2 separate regions of the Oryzias latipes genome follow, and region 1 is linked to region 2. The links are chromatin contacts, called in public Hi-C maps. All regions are on one chromosome and are shown on one strand. The core of a region is the stretch at or near the end of the contact, and the rest is flanking DNA. Distances in the headings are between cores, read along the strand shown. Region 1 overlaps mn1 (transcriptional activator MN1). Region 2 has its middle 10 kb from the start of LOC110015628.

Region 1 (3,554 bases), core at 838-3,337, 110 kb after region 2:
GTGGCTCGAACAACCAGGACAGACACACAAGCACATTTGCAGGCACTGAGGCAAGCTTGCCCTGCAGCTAGTTTGGGCCGTGACCACTGGAACAGAAAAGTGCTAGGATTTGGTAAAAGGTCAGGCAGCAAAGCCTCCCATTTTTTCCCCTATTTTATCTGCTTTTGCAACCGCTGGTCCCTGCAAAGATTCTCACCATCTCCTTCCTTAGGAGCAGGGACCTGATGTGAGTGGGGGGGCCCCTGGATGTTGTGGGTGGGGGAGAGGCGAGGATTTAGAGGCGTGTTGGTGGTGGCTGTGACAAGATCTCACATTTGCCAGAGGGTAGAGTCATACACCTCAGCATGGCTGATCCCCACCCCCTGCCAGCTTCACCTCCTCTCCACCCCCACCCCCCACCCCCCAACCTCACACTCTCTCTTCTCAGCTCTGTGCCCTCGAGCACCAGCCAGCAGCTCATGCTAGTTTGGCACAGCAGGGTCCGCGCCGGCCTGAATATGCAGCCAAGCGTTCCCCTGGCTCACTGCTGACACACAGCAAACTGACAACACACACAGCCCAAAACACACCAACCACTGCCGGCGTTGCCATACTCACACCAGCTTTCAGCTGCCGCTTCCCACACACACACACACACACACCCACACACAGTGTATGCATACATATGGATATGCATGTGGCTGCACACAAAAACCCCAGACAGAATTGAAAGATCAAGAATAAACAAAACTATCGAAAAATTGCTAAAATGCTTTCTTTCATACAAATGTTATCTTTATATAATACAAAAATTCCAATTTAGGATTGACAGCATGCAAAATGAATCTTTTGATCACCCTAAAACTAAAGAATTGTCAGCTTGTTTGTTTAACACAAAAATATTATAATATGACAATATTACCAGGCATACAAAGGTAGTCATGGCTACGCCAGAGGTGAGAATCTGTGTGTATGTGTGGGGGGGGGGGGGTGAAAAACTACCCTTAAATCCTCAGATTTATCCATGTTAGCAGAATCGTTCAAAGGTGGAAACGGCTGTGTGAAATTTTAAATCACACATGTCTAAATCCCAAATCAGCGTGACATTTTACAAGCAGGATTTTTTTTTCTTTTTTCAATAACATCCATCTGGTTATGGTTGTTCACTGACTGACGCAGAATTCATATCCAGGGTAATATCTCAATAATAGCCTATTCATCTGCAGGAAACTAGAGCTTAGCTCCAACCAACATGAGGGGGGGAAAAATGCCTAATAAAAAGAGGAGAACGGTAGCAGCGGCGTGAACAGCACTAAGCGGCAAAATACACCTTGATGCTCTTAACCACATTAGAGCCACAAAAGATCACCAAAGTTGTGAGTTAAATAAACACAGAATTTAAAATGATGCATTTATTTCACATCATAATACCCCGAGTGGGGTACATTTTTTATTTGCTGCATGCTGATGATGCTCAGAGACGCGCACGGCGGCTCACGTGCCCGGCAGCAGAGCTGTGAAGCTGTTTCACAGACACAGTCAGAAACGATTTACAGGGAGATGAGTGGAGCTGGAATGCCATGAAGGCGGAGAGTACGGCGTGCAGCTCCGGCTGTCTGGATGACACCAATGTGTCTAGAAGCTGACGGTCTGACACGGGTTTGCATGTCATACTGCACACACTCCACAGCCCCGCAGCAACACGGGAAGATAAACAAAGGTTGCGCAGAGACCATGTATTCCACCAGTTCAACGTAAGCAATTTATTTTTTAATTCATCTTAAAAGCAACGGCACGCTTGAAAAGAACTTCTGCGTCCTCCGAGGCTGACAAGAGATGCGTTTGAAAAGTAAGCATGACAAACTAAGAGAGAAGTGTAAAATGAAGAGCATGTCTGCAGCTTTGAGCCTGCAATGTTCCTTTCTGGTCACACTGATTTCCCAGGCCCCGGCGTCTCATGCCTGCTTCTTTTCTATCCCGAGCTCTATACTTCCATGACAACACTTCACCTTTAACCTCGGGGTCCCGAGTGCACGACCCTAAACTCCCAGCACAAACCACACCAATCAGATTGCTCGACTCACTGACAAAAACACCCAAAGGCCTTCACTCCTATGACAGTGTGTGACATCAGGTCAGATTCCTTTCACATAACTACTGCTCTGGTCCTGCGTGTGGCTTTGTCAGCACAAAACACCCACTGCAAAGACAAAAACTGGATTTTTTACAAAAGAAAACTGAATTAAAGCAGCTGCACGGAAACTGTTACGCCCCCCCACCCCAATTTTTTTTTGAAAGTTTAAAGGTCAACAACGGAATTTTACTGTTTTTTGCAGGTGTGTTCAGAGGAGCTGAATGAGGTGCATCTTGGGTAACTGAGGTATTGTTCCAGGTATCTGTGCATCTGGAGGGTTTGTGGAGGGGGGGGGCAGCTCTGAGGCTCGCCTGCAGCCCCCCCCCCCCCCTCTTCCTCCTCCTCACACACCCCTGAACTCCACCCAGCTGCCCTAGCGTGACCTTTCTCTCAGAGCAGAGAGGATATCTGGAAGGAGCGGGGGCCACATTTCTCAGGCGAGGGCACGGGGGGTTATTTGGGTTTGAATTTCCTCTCAGTTCTCTGCCCTGCAACCTAAAGTCAGAAAAAAATTAACCCAAAAAAAAAAAAAAACAAAAAAAACAGAAAAAAGAAAAACGTGCCCATACAAGCACTGCTCCCCTCACTCCAACAACACACACATTCCCAACCCTTCAAACACACACCGACACACACCTCCCCCTCTGGCCACAAGAAGAGCTGAGGAAACCAGACACAAATCAGAACATGGGAAGTGATTTAGTGCCTCCTACATAACTCACAAGCATGTCCAGAACCTGTCCAGCATGACATCCAAGTCTGTGACATATTGATCTACTTTGCTGTCTCTATTTTGTTTCAGCACAATGCTACTCCCTCTTTTCTGGGGTTTGTTCCGATTAAAAAAAAATACTAAATAAATAAATAAAAATCACCTGCACATCATAATAAAATCTTGAAAGATACGCTTTTATTTTGAACAAAAAGAATAAGTTGGGTCTTTTTGGTTCCTCCAACAAAAACTATAATGATTAGACAAAAATAGGAAGAAATCATTTTCAGCAATCAAGTCATTTTTCTTTTTTTCTTGTGGTTATAAAATTAAAGGAGACATATGATCAGTTACAGAACGCCTAAATATGGTGAATCGAATCCTTTCTTTCCATAAATGCGCATAGGTTTTACCCGCTCACCGGCCTCGTGAGCGAAACTACAGACGCTCTCTGGAAAACAACTTCTTTTTCTCTCTCCTACCTTCTCCTGCACTCCATCAGTCTCTACTTCTGTCTCCCAGGAGAAACAGCTCCGGTGTCATAGCTCATTTGTCAGTTCCTCAATACAAATTAAACGGCGCCTGACGACTACCTGTATGGCAAATAACATAACTGCTGCTGGCAGGGTGACAACTTCCACACCTTTCCGAACCTGAACAGACACACACACCTTTGAAATGCTGTACTTGTGTCAGTAGCAGCACACAAACACAATACAACTCGCTGCA
Region 2 (3,992 bases), core at 1,138-3,637:
AATCAGACAGTAATTACTGGTATCCTGCCTGCCTTTCCTTCCAATGGCTGAGCAGCTAATTTAAGACGAGGTTTAAACAGCCGGAAAACAGCATCCTGTGGCAAAACTGGATTTGATGTTTAAGCATGCATGTGTGTGCAGTTTCATCATTTTGTGCAGCCCTTTTTAGAAAATGTAGTGTGATAAAATTAAGTGAATTAGCAGGAGATGCTGGGCTTGTCTTATTTTGATCTGCTGCAAACTTGTTCTTCCATCCTCCATCTATAGTCTAGACTTTTTCAGCCCTTCCTGTCTTTATTATCTGCTCTCTGTGATTGATTAGTCTTTTCATTTTGACATGGATTCAGGTGATATACCATAACATAAACCGCATACTCCATCTAAAGGTGGAATTAAAAGGTTACTGATCTCCTAATTGCTTTTGAATTGAACTCCGTGACAGCGTGCGTCGTTAATGTAACGATTATCCACATCAACCCAATCGCACCTCTCTGAATCTTTAGCCGTTTAGTCATGACTAGGTAACATGTCACAGTCCTCATCAAGCACAGGCCCGCTCTGCTCGTACAAAAATCTTTGTCGGAGGGCGTCAAATCAATTCCCATTGCAGGTCAGGGCAAAAACTTTGTGTCTAGATTTCTACATTCTGCACAGGCAGGTTCTTTTGGTGCAAGCGCATAGCCTTCTGCAACAGTGTGGCTGAACAGCAAAGAATCAATTAAACCGAAGCCAACATGTGCTCACCTGACAGGCACTTAAGGAATTAGCCCATGGAATACAGATTGCTTTTAGCTAATTAGCTAAACTATCTTTTATGTGGAGCATGAACTGTAAAGACTGCTGCTCTAATGGCCAATAAGGAAGAGAGGAGTGTTTGCCTGCACACTACTCACACGCCAACCTGTTTATAAAGAGACATGTGTAGAGCTAAGCTAACAATCTTTTTTCCTATTTGAGATCCATCTAGATTTTTAAAATACAAAAGAAAAACAGATTCTCAAAAATGCTCTTCTCTTTTACACACTACTTAGCAGTGCAAGTTTTCATTTAAAAGTCTACTTGTACTCATTAGTATGCATATTTGTGACTTCAGCAGAAACAGACTGAGAATACCCTTCAGTATCCTGATGTGACTGTGTCACAATCTCTGTTTTTAGCAATGCAGAAACCCACAATCCAATAACACTGAGAAAAAGTACATTCTATTAAAACTGATTCTCTTCTGCTAAAAGTTTATGTTTTGTTCCCTTTTTTCCTTTTTCAATCATGATTCTGGTGCTGTTGATGAACGTGTCAGCAGAGCAAAAAATTTAAGCCTGGGCAATAACAAAAAAAATAGAAATTCTTGGCTCAGACTCCAATTACTGTACCTGTATAATGGTCCACTGAGCTTTTCAGCCATTAGGTTTGATATAAACCTAACTTGAATGTGGACTGCTGACAGGTAGCTGAGAAGTACCTTAAAGGGTTCATTTAACTTGCAGAAGATGTGTGTGTGTGTGCGTGTGTATGTGCTTATTCCTTTAGCTTATACATAACCTCCAATCAAAGAAGATGTTTAGATTGGGTTTCTGATTGCTGATTAACTACTAAACCCTTACAGAGAACAGAACCACTCTTTATTCATTAACATTTAAGAATATTTCATTACATTTGGAATAATTTGCTCGAATCATCTGGAGTTCCTGACGACAAAATAATGAAAAAAAATTACAGTAGCTTTGTTCCTTCCACATGAGGACAAACATTTCATCCTTTTTCCTCTTAAAACAAAATATTTTCTTCCACCGAAGCTAACAGAGAACAGTTCTGTTTAGTCTATTTCCTTATTGTTGCGAGTCTCTTCCGCTCTGTTGTTGTGTTATTCTGCTGGATAGTTTCAGAAACATCTACTAAAAAAATTGCTGAGGATGACACACTGTTGCAAAGGGGCTCCGGGGAGGAAACCAGATGTTTATAGCATCACATGCATGGAGGCACTGTTTGGTGCGCTGCATATTTTGTTTGGGAATTTTCACAAGTGCTGGCAAGAACAAAAGAAAACAAATCCTTTTATAGTGTTAAATTAAAAGAATGTGTTTTGAATGTCAGCATGTGTGGGTAGAACAGGCAGAGGGATCAAGTCATGTTTCATATTTTATTTATAGAGTATATGTTAACAGTGAACTTGAATGTGTATGTGTAAGTCAAACACTGAATGTTCTGATATTGCGTGTGTGTACCTGTGAATGGGCGACTGTTGACTCTGCCGCGATTGTGTGTGTGCTTGCAAATGTCTGTGGGTCGCTCTCATCCAGAGCGAGCCATGAAGGCTAATTGTTTGCACATGTGTAGGCTTTTCAAGTGTTCAGAGTGAAGCTGAATTCAACTCTGGGAGGAGTTGGGGGGGGCTCTCAGCAGTCTGCAGCTAAAGTCAGCGAGCCTAAGCCCCTCTGTCTGCTGAAACCAATGCCTTTCTCCTTTTTCGCTCATGGGAGTAAAGGTCAGGGGTCAAAGAGGAGGATCCATGTGATTAGACACAGACCGCTTTTTATCAAAAGTGGTGTGTAATGTGAACCCCAGCACCCCCCCCCCCCCCATTCCTCTTCCATCGCGCCCGATGAAAGTGATATCATAAATGAAAAGACCGTAGCCAAAGTTTCCATTGTAGGCAAATGGAGAGTAAATGAGGCAAAACATTTAATTAATAAATAAAAGCAGCCACCTCCCTGCAAAACACACACAAATGCACACACACAACCAAATCCACCTCGTTTGGAGTCAAACTGTTCCAAAATGCAAAGCACAATCTTGGAGATGTACCAGACAGAGAAGATGGAAAAGTAATTTAAATCTTTTGTAAATTTTTATGGCTTAAAATGGGAAATGATACCTTAAAAGTGCCTGTAATCTTATTTTAAATCCACGGGAGAGCCACCAAAGGAAGATGGAGAACCTACAGTATTTTATTGTCCAAGGTCTTTAGAGTTGAAGTACAACTAGAATTTAGTGTAAATGAAGTTGCTTTAATGAAATGTTTGACTGAAAAGCAAATCAAGAGGTTATTATTGCTGCTCTGCAAAAACACTTTCACTGTAAGCAAATAAGTTTAGATATAACATGCATTTTGTGGGCTTTAAGCATGAAAGTCACTAGAATCATGAATGTGCTTGCTAAACAGTACAGAATTGAAGGGATTTAACGTTACATTAAGGCACTAAATTCTGTGCTTTCCTTGTTGGATTATAGCAAAGTGTGTACAGTGCTTTAGCACTCGTGCCTGAACACACACACGCACACATCAACTCCCTTTTCTATTGATCAAGGTAATTGAGAACAGGCATGCCCCCCCTCCCACTTCAATGCTGTCCTCTCGCAGTGCCCCTCCCCAGACTCATGAAAGCCCAAACATCTGGTCTGCATCCACCCCAAGTCTTCATCCCCCAGCAGTCACCTCTGAGACCCTTGTGCTTTTTAGCCAGAGTGCCGATGCATTTTTTTTGTGCCTCTGAAGTACAAGAAGATGGAGATATAAATACAAAAAGACAAAGAATAAGAATGTTATGATTGTGTATCTTCATGAAGAAAACAGAAAAAAGGATAAATTATTATAGGTTTAAATATGGAAGAATTCAAACTTAAGCCACTGTGAGCTTAGTAAAATAAATCTAGCCAAGGTAAAAGTGCTAAAGTATATAAGTAACACCTGAAAGTTCTGTTTATGGATGATGAGATGATAAAAAGGAGAAGCTTATTTAAAGTTTGCATGCATCTGTGCACGTATTTGTCCGTAACTGTGGGTGGGTGAGAGTAACAGCATGTTCATCCAGCAGTGGAGGCAGTGTGAGTTACAGATAAAAATCAGGCTGGGACAGATTTAATTAACAGATATCCCTCCTTAATGTAGATTCTTTTTGCTCCTGCAGTTGCAACCCCTTGTGCTTACCCAACCAGAAATAACTGATCTTGGCTCCGAAGTAGCCATAATGTGTTTCTCACATTGCTTTAAGAAG

The links. A called contact is a pair of places that touch in the nucleus more often than the background predicts.
Region 1: a Hi-C map of fibroblasts shows a contact between it and region 2, with 1.5 times the contacts expected there. The contact joins two enhancer-like sites. A contact is called at or near these places in 4 of 5 Hi-C or Micro-C datasets (embryo, fibroblasts and gastrula embryo).

What each region holds. Positions count from the first base shown.
Region 1 is chr9:17,829,399-17,832,952 of ASM223467v1, forward strand. The region is part of intron 1 of mn1 (transcriptional activator MN1); the gene reads right to left. Among protein-coding and RNA genes, the nearest start is that of mn1, 11 kb to the right of the region's middle. Within about 2 kb of position 2,088, at least 4 of the 8 cell types and tissues checked have an H3K27ac peak or open chromatin away from gene starts, as enhancers often do.
Region 2 is chr9:17,716,389-17,720,380 of ASM223467v1, forward strand. No RefSeq gene overlaps it. Among protein-coding and RNA genes, the nearest start is that of LOC110015628, 10 kb to the left of the region's middle. Within about 2 kb of position 2,388, at least 2 of the 8 cell types and tissues checked have an H3K27ac peak or open chromatin away from gene starts, as enhancers often do.